Linked DNA regions of Rattus norvegicus: region 2 is linked to region 1. A link is a contact called in public Hi-C data. All regions are on one chromosome and are shown on one strand. Each heading gives the region's core, a stretch centred on a gene start, on an enhancer-like site or on the middle of the called end of the contact. The rest is flanking DNA. Distances are from core to core; before and after follow the strand shown.

What was found. Hi-C and Micro-C count contacts between places; a contact is called where the count stands out from the background.
Region 2: a contact with region 1 is called in a Hi-C map of the A7r5 cell line, with 3 times the contacts expected there. The contact joins the enhancer-like site here to the promoter of Prag1 in region 1. A contact is called at or near these places in 3 of 12 Hi-C or Micro-C datasets (the A7r5 cell line, Schwann cells and mammary epithelial cells).

The regions. Positions count from the first base shown.
Region 1 is chr16:62,841,013-62,846,832 of GRCr8, reverse strand. It overlaps Prag1 (PEAK1 related kinase activating pseudokinase 1), which reads left to right and starts at 2,301. Exons shown (of 6, transcript NM_001107315.1): 1 at 2,301-2,431.
Region 2 is chr16:62,970,162-62,976,032 of GRCr8, reverse strand. No RefSeq gene overlaps it. Among named protein-coding and RNA genes, the nearest start is that of Prag1, 130 kb to the right of the region's middle. Within about 2 kb of position 4,427, at least 8 of the 93 cell types and tissues checked have an H3K27ac peak or open chromatin away from gene starts, as enhancers often do. A contact at or near this core is called in the A7r5 cell line, where this site is marked.

The DNA.
Region 1 (5,820 bases), core at 1,052-3,551:
CATTGCAGGGTGCGGGGTGCAAGTCTGAGCGGAATGGCCACCACACGCGTGAGCTTACCAGGGGACACAACCCACTTCAGAGCTGCAGGAAGAGTGCTGTGCAAGCCGGTGGTACTTCGTGCCTGTCTCAGTCACTTTTGAAGATTTGTTTTTCATTAGGCAGGCTGAAGACTTCTCTGCTACCGGCAGAAAAGAAAAGAGAAGAGAAGAAAAGAGAAGGAAAGAAAAGAAAAGAAGCCACGCTATGGATCAGCAGCGGCAGTATTGTGTATTTATCTCTTATGGGTGCAGCAAACCATTTGGGAACAGTTTATGGAGCAGAAATTCCAAATTAACCCTTCCCTCGCTGTGTCATGATATAGAACCCTGGCGGTCTCGCTGTCCCGCCATGTTTGTTGTAAACTTCGATTCTTTTAATTGGATTCTTTAGGTTGTTTGTGCATTAAGGACGCATTAGGTAAAGGAAGTAAAGAGTTGAAGGTGTCTTTTATGTGCTTGGCATGGCCTTATCGTGGGAAGTGTCTATGCCCCTTGGAGAGGACTTTGCAATGAAAGAAATGGACGATGTGGAGTCGGGCAGCTCTGAATCCTGAGAGCCATGAATGAGTCAAAAACCCATGTGAGAGGGCCCAGTGTTACTGAACTGCAAGCCCCTCTTGGTCTGGACTGTTTGTCCAGTGCAGACCATTTTGTACCTGCCTACTTGTTGGCACCTTCCCCTCTGGTGTCTAAAGTAAGTGGATCCCTCGGGAGAACATAACGCTACTGGCGCCATTCCACCAGAGTTTTCCTACGAATTGGTTGATAGGATTGGTGGGTAGGGCAACATGTCGGACTCTCAGTGGAGTCAGGCAGCTCTTGGTTTCCCATCTCAAAACTACAGCTTTTCACCCGGGGAGCCCTGGCAAAGGATAGGCCCCTTCCGGACCTATTTTATGCTGTGTCGAACGTGCTAACCGCGCCCTGTGACGGTGCCTGGCATGATGTCGGTTCTTTGTAAATGTTCGTATTGCTTCCATCCATCTGCATCTTCTTTTCCTTCTATCCACACTCATATGCGTAATGAGGGGTGATGAGTAAACTCTCCTTGTGGTCTCTTTCCCCTTCTCACATAGAAGCTATCCAAAACATGTCTTCCCCTCTTGCAACTTCTATATAGCCCTGCCAGTGTTAGCACCACATGAAGAAGAGGGCGTGGGGTGGGGTGGGTGGCTGGGATGGTACCTTCCTTCTCGAAGTAGAGTCATCCTGATTAAGGGTGTAACTCCAAGTAGGAGTTACACTGCCCTGTCTCTGTAAAGCAGAGGGAAGCAACCAGACGTGTTGGGGAGGGGGGCGGGGGAGAATTCCATTTTCACTCAGGCTTAGCCCTGAGAGGTAACTTCAATGCCTGGGTTCTCGGGGGAACACCCAGGGCAAGGTGCAAGTCTGTCCTACTCAGGCAGCTGGAGGAAGGGAGGTGACTGGCTGGTTCTCCTGGGAGTTAAAAGATTTCTCGCCCGAGGAACAATATCTCGAACTCCTTGTATCTCAGCCAGTGACTCACGCACTGGAAACGGGTGTAAACACAGGTGGAGGAGCTGGGTGCCCCAGCATGATTGAAGGCCGGTCCTCCAGGCCAACACTTGCATTCCAATGTTTAACACTAAAGTTCAAAGAGATGTGCTGAACCATTTGTCAGAGGCCTGGACATGAGGAGCTGAGCAGGACCTGAAATCTCAGAATTGCCAGCCCAGCTCGTAGGATAACAGTAAGTGGTAGTGACGACGCCCACGCCCCTTTCACAGCCCACCGCCCTTGATCTTATCATTGTACTCCCGACCCCCTCTCTTCCGTGTTTCGTTCTTTTTCTCCCTCCCCACCAGGGTCTCCCAGGGTCGTCCGGGTGGAGGGATGAGAATAAATCTACTCCGGCACACCTATCTGAGCATTGTAGTTAAGGAAAGCTGGGAGCATCAGAGATCTTCCTAGCAGAACTGCACTGAGCAAGGATTGAGCTGGGGACGCTCTTGGGGGCTCAGCTCCAGGTCCAGGGGCGCCAGGGCTCGGACTGGGGGCGGAGCCTCGCGGTGGCGAGCGAGGGGGCGGGGCGCAGTGCGGAGTTCCTAGGGACCTGGGTAGGGGCGATCTCCCGCCCTCCAGGGCTGGGGACCGGCAGAGTGGCGGGACGCGCAGGCCCGGTGGAAACGCGGGGCAGCGGCGAGGACTGCGGGGGTGCGGCGGGAGTCGGGCGGGCGGCGTCACCCGAGGCGGAGGGGGCGGAGCCGCGATCGCAGCTGCCACCCGGCCGCCGGGCCCAGGCAGAAGTCAGCCGCCCGCGGCTGGGCAAGCACTGCGCGCAGACACGCTACAGACAATGCTCCGGGACGCCCGGCGGGGCAGCGGACCGCTGGGCCACCGACGGCGAAGCTGCGGAACCGCAGCTCCCCAGGTGAGCCCACCACTCTCTCTCCAGATCCCGCCGCTTTTTGTCTGGCGAACGTGGCGGCCCAGGGGCTTTCGCAGAGTCTCTGTGGTGGCGGGGCGAACCAGCCCCTACTGGCGTCCCCCGGGGTGACAGGCGACCGATCGGAGCGCGTGGAGAGTCCGGACCTCGTGCTCCGGGTTGTGCCCTCGGTGCAGGCGCCGAAACGGGAAAGCTAGGGAGCCGGAGGGGGTATTTTCAATTCATTCGAGAAATGCCCGCTTTGAAATCGGGAAACTTTTCCTTGGAGTTCCGGGAAGGGTGATAGACTGCTGTAATGGTTTTACTGGTCTTGCTGGTCTGGCTGCTCTGTTTTGTGTGTTGGGAACTGCTTTCTGCCATGAGTATTGTCAAAGGAGCAGAGGGGCAGAGGCCGTTCGGGCTGCTCCGGCCAGACTAATTGGGGGGTCCAAGGAAGCCACCTTCAGGCTGCAGCTGATCTCCAAAGGAAGGTGATATCCGTTTGATGAACCTGGTGATCATTCCATACCTGGAGCTAGTTTTCAACCTTTGCTTGTGAACCCTCTCTGCAGCCGGGCGCACACACCCACATCCACCCACAAGCACACGCGAGCACGCTTGCACTTGGAAAATAGAATCTCCACTTGTGAGTCCTGGGAATGGGACTGGAGGCGGCTGAGCTTTCTCAGTCCACAGCGCTCGCTCACTGTTTCTGTCCTCCCAGGTAAAGCTCAACCGTGGTTTTGCACAGCCGGTGTGAGGAGTTTTGCAGGGCACTTAGGCCAGACTCGGGTTGTGAAGGTTTGACTGATCACTGTTCTCGTCTCTCCTTTACAGCCCCTTCTGAGGAGATTTGACAGGAAGCCCTGGGGAAAGCAAGTTGGCTTTCCTAGGGTCCCTCAGAACTTTACTCCCCTTATTGGTTCAGACTGTGCAGGCTTCACGTCCACACTCCTCCTGCTGAGTTAGGATTGCTCAGAAAGAAGGAAATAAAAAGATACGTAAATATCCTCAGTGCCGGGGCTGGGGTGGTGTGGGGGCGTTAGGGTAGTCACTTCCTGCTTTTTGCCTGGACCACTCTGGTCAGTGGAATATAATGCATTAATCTATATGCTGTTCTTCCATCCATCCATCCATCCATTCATACTTACATACATACATACATATATACATACATACATACTATACCTTTTTGGGTTTTGCATCATGTTTTTGTAAAATATAAGAAACAATATTATTTAGATGGAAAATTTTTGGAATTCTATTGAGTAAAGCATGAGCAAATTTGGGTGCAAATATGAGGGGTATTTAGAGCCCAAATACTTAGGATCTGGCCAGTCTGATCCTTCAGATTCTTCTTGAGATGGGGTGGGAGTGTATCTGACAGCTCAGCTTTGTAAATCCTGGTGCAGAAGTTTGCAGAAGCAATGCTATTTTATCGTGACTAGGATCACAAAGAATGCTGAGCTCTTTTCCTGATCTTACACTGCAACCTCCCACTGAGAAACCGGAGAATCTGCATAATCCTGAGGGCCCACCTACCCTCTGAGGTAGGCATGTGAGCTAGGAAGGTGCCATTCCCAGGCTTCGGAGAGCTGGCACTACCCAGGGCTCTCTCTACTCCTGCTTTGAGTGTCATTTGCATGGTTCACCATCTTTTTTCCTGAAAGCAAACGGGAGACAGTTCCAGGCATAGAAGGGTTACTTCAGAGGCTGTTCTAGCTCCAAAGAGGAGATGGGGGAGACTAAGGAGCCAGTTTTAACAGGACTCAGTGAGTCAGGGCAGCCCGTGGTTTCCTTTGTTACTCTTATTCAGCCACTTCCCCTAAAAAAATATCCTTTGTGTTTCTGGGCAGTTGTGTGTTCTGTGTTGTGATCAGCCTGCAGAAAATGTCAGAGTTGTGGGAGAGAGCAAAGAGAGTGCTCATGAATGAATGAGTGGTCTCAAGGTAGCTTCTGGCAGGACAGTACAATAATCAGAACTCTCCAGGCTGTCAGAGGCTGATGGCTACAAAAGGGGGGAGCCTTAGAAAGTGGGATATCTGGGTGTTCTGGGTTGCCTGCTGAAGAGGAAATGAGATGCGGCCACCCCGAGCTGTGTCTGTGTGACTGTGACTGACGCAGCCTCTGAGGAAGTGGTTGGATGCCAGCCTCCCCAGCTTCCCAGGAAACTGCTCCACAGAGCTCCTGTCCAGGCTCTCCCCGAAGCACACTAAAGGGCGCTGGAGCCCTCCCTACAGTAGGCGTGGGCCCGAATGTGACTTTGCTACGACCTGGTAGTTCTAATGGGGCTTTACACACAAACCCAACTTCTCCGAAGGCTAAAACAAAACGCCTTCCAACCATTCCCACCCCTACCCCCTGCATCCCTCATAAAACTTAGCAGCAAGCATTTAGCTCTCCAAGGCTGGTGACTACAGGAGAGAGACATAACCTGGTTGTGAATCCTCCGCTTGCTGAGAGCCTGCCACCTCTTTTGGAAGATCTGGCAGAGAAGGAATGGGCTGTTTGGGTGGACTGGAAGAAGAATCTAGAAGAATCATTAAAGACCCTGTACTGATGGTAGGAGCACTCAGATTTCAGACTGTGTGTGTTTTCATCTTGTTTATTGTGGAAGCCGTTTCCTCATTACCTGGCTGGAGCAGGGGTACGTTTGGCGTCTGTACCCATTGGATAAGCACCTTGTCTGTGAGTGTGGGAGACGAGAGGGGGTGTGCTTCCCACAAGAAGTCTGGAATGATCTTCGGAGCCTTAGAGCCCCTGGTGATTCTCTCTGGTTAGCCCTGTTGATTGCTTAGAGAGAATTAACCTCGGGCAGATTCTCACCTGAGGAGGTGGAGTATAGCCCCCAAGGGCAGTGCTTTCCCAGTTCAAGGAGAACCTGTTTATCTCAGGACCTCCACAAGATTTCCTTCCTAGAGCAGTCTCCCGAAGGATGCTGGAGATCCTCAGTTAAGAAACAGAACAGTGAGCAGTGAGCAGACACTGAGCACGGTGAAGGGGAGGTGGGGTGGCTTATTTTCGGAAAGCAGCAAACTTGGTGTAGATGGGCAGGCCTTTCTCTTTGCTCTAACACCTGCACCTGTAGAATGGGATTCACGGCTGCCTTCTGAGGTGCTGTTTGGATTATTTGGGTAGTGCGTAGCCCTTTGAGCTCCTGCTGAGGAGTAAATTTACTGAGCTCTATGGGAGCAAATGGGGCTTTTATATTTATTTTCAGAAGCAGTGAGCTGCTTTGACACAGTGACTACCTGTTCCCAGGGGTATGATAGGGAAAACTTTTGGATAACCTCTTCTCTCATAGTCTGCCCAGTCTCTCTTAGCCCAGGACTGTGGAGTCAGGCGTTTCTGTCTTCTGTTTCCAACTTGGCATGTGGCCCCCTGCTTTGTTTACC
Region 2 (5,871 bases), core at 3,178-5,677, 130 kb before region 1:
TGCAATGTTTACTTTCCCATAGCCTTTTACTAACAAGTTGTACATGAGATCAAATGGAGATGAGGTGTAGAATCTCAAAGGGTGTCTTCAAGCGCCGTTACTCTGTCAACTAATAAGGGCACATTTCTTAGTACCTGTGGTTAGGGGGTAACTATACACAATGAAATTTTCATATCTAATATAGATGGTATCTTACTTTTCCCCTTTTTCTTCTATTGTTCATCAAGACCCCCTTATGGCTACTAAATAGATATTCCTATAAAGAGGAAATAGGAGACATGGGAGCCTACAGTGGAGGGATCATCAAGGTTCAGATAGAAACAGAGTAAGGTGATGGTGGTTGAGACCACACAGGGTTAGAAGGAGATGTGAGAAGTGGGAATGTGTGAAGCCCAGCACCGGAAGGAAATTATTTTGGTGAGAAATGTGTCCCTGAGAGCAAGGGCAGGGAGAAGGAGGAAGAGGAAGAGGAGGAGGAGGAAGAGGAGGAGGGAGAGGAGGAGGGAGAGGAGGAAGAGGAGGAGGAAGAGGAAAAGGAGAGGGAGGGGGAAGAGGAAGAGGAGGGGGAGGGGAAGAGGAAGAGGAGGGGGAGAGGAAGAGGAGGAGAAGGAGTATACAAAGGAAGAAGCTATGTTGGAGAGAATGTGCAGCAACAGTTAGGAACTACATTTATGGGGAAATTGACTATGTATATGTAAAGTTAAGAGCGGGGTGGAGGGCAAGTTTCTCTGGTATTGGAGAGGGCATTGCAAAAACACAAAGGAAGAAAAGAGAAATGACATCTGTGGTTGCATTAGAATTAGAGACCAGCCTCTAGTGAGGGCTACTGTAGTTAGTGTTGAGGGGGAGGAAAGGAGGAGCCAAAGGAATCAAATGCTCAGGTTTATTCTAATAACCTTCTAATAAGCAAATTAAAGAAAAAGTATAAAAAGTTTTAGGGCAATTTTGATGGATACACACTTGGATGAAATATATAGATTCAGTGAGATGTTTGTTGAACCAACACAAAACGCCAACAGGGATCATAGTAAGAACTGGAAATTATTTTACTGAAGTGAGCACACACCACAAGTTACTTGCACAAAATCTCCCATGGTTTATAAAACAATGCTAAAATTCCTGGCATTTCAGTTTCTACGCCAACACTGTCCAGTGGAAATATAAAGTGAGCCTTGTAGATGCTATTATATTTTCTAGCAGCCAGACCAAAATGTGTTAATAGATGAAGTGTGTTTAATAATATCTTGTATTACTCATCGTATTCAATGTATCCTTTCAGCATTTGCTCAGTAAAAATTTTTAATCAGTGATACTATGTTCTTTTTGACCTAGTCATGAGAGTATTGTGTGTATTTACACTTATCCTGTGTCTTTTGTCCAAATGCAATGCATAGGTAATGGCCATGGTACTGGGCAGCGAGCTCTACATTCAAACTCTGCCTATATCCTGACTTGTAAGTCATTGCTCCTAAGACATTCATTTCTCAGTATATTTGCCATAGCCTCCCCTCAGGCTCTTTTCCCCAATTTGAATTCTTTCTTTTACCTGTTTACCTTCTAGAAGTTGCATCTCCAAAGTCATCTTGTCAACTCTTCTCAAAGACATTCTTCATCCATCAGTCAAACTTCTCACTCTGTTGTTCAAGCCCTAGCTTTCACCTTTATTTGGACTGTGCTTATACTAGAATTAGTGGCTTGTTTGCCTTTCTTGTCGACTAGATCTGAACTGTTGGGGGCACGTACCATTTCCTTCTTATTTACTTATCACTTAAGCAATAAATGCTTGGCTCAATAAAAAGTTCTGTGGGAAGAACATGAGCTAACCCCTCCAATACTTCCAGGAAAAAAAGCAAACTGAAGAGAAGAAGATAGCTACAGTTGGGACTGAGAGCCTCAGATCTGAGGACCCAAAGGGAAGGAACATTCATTAGCCAGAGAGCTCACCGAGGAAACTTCTTAAGGCTCAGGCCCAGGCTTCTCTCTCAACCTTTCAACTCCACAGGCCTCATACAATCTCTCACCGATGCTTGCTTCTTACCCTAACCATTTTTTTTTCTTAAGGGAAAGGTGAAAATACACACTTAATCATTATGTTTGTATTCACACAGAACAGTGAAGTCAAGGCTAGTCCCGGTGGGAGGAATGAGCCAAGTAAAGTCAACCTAACTTACAAACAGCTCCCACCATGAAGGAGAGTTTGCGACATGGGTGAGCTATGACCAATCATGACCAATGCTATGGTTTCAAAAGCTTCTGGAAGAACATGTTCAACATGTTTGCTGATCCCTACGATCATAGGATCAAAACCATTTATCCAAGATGGACCTCAACTATATTAACTGAAGTACTAAGCCTGAGTTTCACACTAAAATAGACTAAAGTTGGAACTCCTTTGTTGTTTAGGTAGGAATACTGCCCTTCGAATGGAATGAGGATGTGACTGCTCCAAGGTATAGCTGAGGAGAAGGTTTCTATTGTAGCTATGAGGGAGAGTACAGCCAGAGACATCTGGAAGAGTCCAGAGCAGGGTGAGAAAGTAGAGGACTAAATACAGCTAGTAGACTGAACTGGGCCATGGAAACGGGCTGCAGGTGGGGGAGAGCAAGAGAGGAAGAAAAAAGAGAGAAGAGGAGAAAGGGCAAGTGAACCAAGAGAGCAAAGAGGGCAGGGCCCATAACTGAAAGGCAGGGGTATGCAGGAATCAGAAACTAGGGAGAGGGAAGCGAATCTCAAGGGCTCCAGAGGGTGGGTGAGAAGGTTGAGAGGAGCCAAGGGAGGAGCAAGGAACTCTGTAACAGGAACCTGCTGAGAGAGCTTAGAAGCTAGCTATGCTTAGAAGTTTGCTATGCTAATAGGCACCATAGTTTAGCCACTTGTCCTGGGTTTCTTTTGGACCTGACACCCTTGGTTGTAAAAGGCATTAAAATAAAACATTTTTTTCTCCATAGCTGATTATTATCACTTAGACCAGTGGTTCTCAACCTTCCTAATGACGTGACCCTATTAACACAGTTCCTCATGATGTGGTGACCCCCAACCATAAAACTATTTTTGTTGCTCTTTCATAAATGTAATTATGAGTCATAAGGCAAATATTTTTGGTGATCAAGGTTTGCTGAGAGGCTTCAACCCACAGGTTGAGAACCATTGCCTTAGACCACCAAGACACTGAGAACATCCAGTCCCACCATTCGACAACAGAGGAACGAATAGGTATTCTGAAGCCGACACTCAACTATAAAAAGGCTCTCAAAGGCTGATAACACAGCTGTCCAAGGACAGTAGCTGAGAACCAGGAGTGATCATCCAAAATGTAGGCTATGCTCAGGTCATGAGAGAATCCAAAAGGAGAAGCGAGCAGCAATAGAGCCCATGATGCTAACCTCTAGACGCAGGAAGTACAAAGCTTCACACCGGAACTGTCAGGTAGACCTCTCTGTCCCCATCTCCCTTCCTCTCTCCCTCCCTCGTTCCCTCCCTTTGTTCCAGCTCTGAGGGAGTCTCACATGGCAGCCAGCAAGCCTGTAACCCTCCCCCTCAGAAATTAAAATGGAAATAATAAATCACATGTTAGAGTACATACTTTAAGCCTTGAATCTGATACAAATTGATTATAGGATATTATCTCACTTGGGGGGGGGGACAGAAAAGCACAAAACAGCCCAAAGGAGCATCGAGGGTCAAAGCAGACCCGTGTTAACCAAAAAAATCATAAAACCTGCTTCTAGCATGGTACTCCACTTATGTGTCCAACTGCTGACTGGTTATCAGAAAACAGAGGCTGTCTACCATTTGACACATTGGAGATGCTGATAAATGTTTGAACTATCTAATGAATGAATCAATGATTAATCCTCCATGAGTCACAAAAAAAAACTTGAAAATTTGATTATTGAAAAGGAACATAAAGTAGGACAAAAGAAACAAGATTGAGCTGGGTGAGTGTGGGCGGAAACTGGTTTGTGATTCAGAGAAAACTGTACTGATTTTAAAGTCTTCCTGGCAATTGTATGTTTTATTGTACAGGAGTAAATATAGTTAGTTCTCCAAGTAGATGGCAGGAGACTTTCAGAGGTTAAGGCCATTTTTAGAAGCCAGGACAAAGGTATTGTTAGACAGTGGTTCTGCGCACAAATTTTGAGGGAGTGCCTTCTCAGTTTACCCTGGACTTGCACAAGCCTTGGAGAGGCTGACAGTCTAGATCCTGAACCAGAAGGCTGATCCAGAAGGACCCAAGATGCATATCTATCTGAACTAGGAAAACTTTGTCCAAGGTAACCAGGAGCAGATTAAGCCATAAAAAAAGACTGCGAACCAGCACAAAAGGGTCAACCAGAGGAACAAAATCTGCTGTCACTTGTAAGAGGTGAGCAAGTGTTTAAGGAATGCCAGATGCAGCCAGAAAGAGAGGACAGGCCTTGACTCAGAAGGAAGGCGGGAAGCTGAGAGAAAGAGCGATGAGATGTGCTCGCCTCAGGCAGAGCTGAGACCTGATGAATTCTGTGTCTCGAAGTTGATGCCAGGCAAACTTTGTTTGCTTTGGCGGGATGTAATGGCTGAGAAGTAGAGTGGGTAGACTCTGTGGGCCTTGATTCCTTTCTCTGTATAAAATATAACTAATGTCTTCTTGGCCTGGATATTAAAGAGGTTACTGTTTGTAGTTTCTGTTTCCTAAGCTTCTGTGGTTATGAGGGAGGCTGTCAGACTTTTTTTTGTAACTATAGACTGAACCCAGGGTCTCCTGAATGCAAGGCTAGCACTCTACCAACTGAACTACTAAACTATGTCCTTGGAAGAATTTCCTAAATGTTAGTCTAATATGGTAAGGAAGTTCTGGATCTCAGACATAGCACTTAATGCTCTCTCTGCCTCTGCCTCTGCCTCTGCCTCTGCCTCTCAATCTCTGTCTCTTTGCCTCTGTCTCTCTGTCTCTGTCTCTCTGCCTCTGTCTCTCTGTCTCTGCCTCTGTCTCTCTGTCTCTGTCTCTCTCTGTCTCTCTGTCTCTCTGTGTGTGTGTGTGTGTGTGTGTGTGTGTGTGTGTGTATGAATTTGTGTATACTCCTTAGCCATAGTCACCTCCTGACCCAGCAGGTTGGGGTGTGACAGACCCTCCCTGCCTCTGGAATGCACTCTCTTCTCGCCTTTGCTCTAAATCCCTAAACTACTTTAGCAGAGGACCTGTCTTTTCCCAGCACTTACCACAGAGCAGGATGCAAAGAAAACGCTTACTACACATTTACAGAATAAATGCAGAGAGGTTCCATGTCTAAAAGAAAATCGACTCAAAGGCCTGACTCAAAGGAGTAGGGCTTTCCTGGTAACACCGTTTGAGGTTTCCTGAGGCTGATGCTCATTTGGAAATGTGTTGTTCTATCTCCCTGAGCAGAACTCTCTGGTTAGCTCACCAAGTTATCAGTGTTGCTGTGTTGTCTAAGACCAATGTCCAGCAAGTATCCTTAGAGGCAAACTCCTGGGTGCCCTACTTTTCTTCTTGAGCTATGACCTTAAGCTGAATATGCTGAGGAATGAACTTCTCAAACTGAGTACGCTGGAGAATAGGCCTGCCTACTCTATGTAAAATCCTATGTGTCTGAGCTTTCTCTAACAGCTGTAGGCCATGAGCATCCCTCTCTACCCTTATTTCTCTGTCACTTTTGTTTGCTCGCTTGCTTGGCTTTGTGTGGCCATGATGTGACCCCCAATGCATCTAACTGCATCCTCAAGAGCTTGAGGCTAAATTGGCTTTGGAAACCCCGAAGCTTCCAATATCACATCTCTCCATCAGGGTCTCTTAGCCTTCTTCCGGGCTTCTCCACCGAACTCTCACTTTCTCGTGCATTGCTCCAAACACCTCCTGTTCCCTTTGCCCCT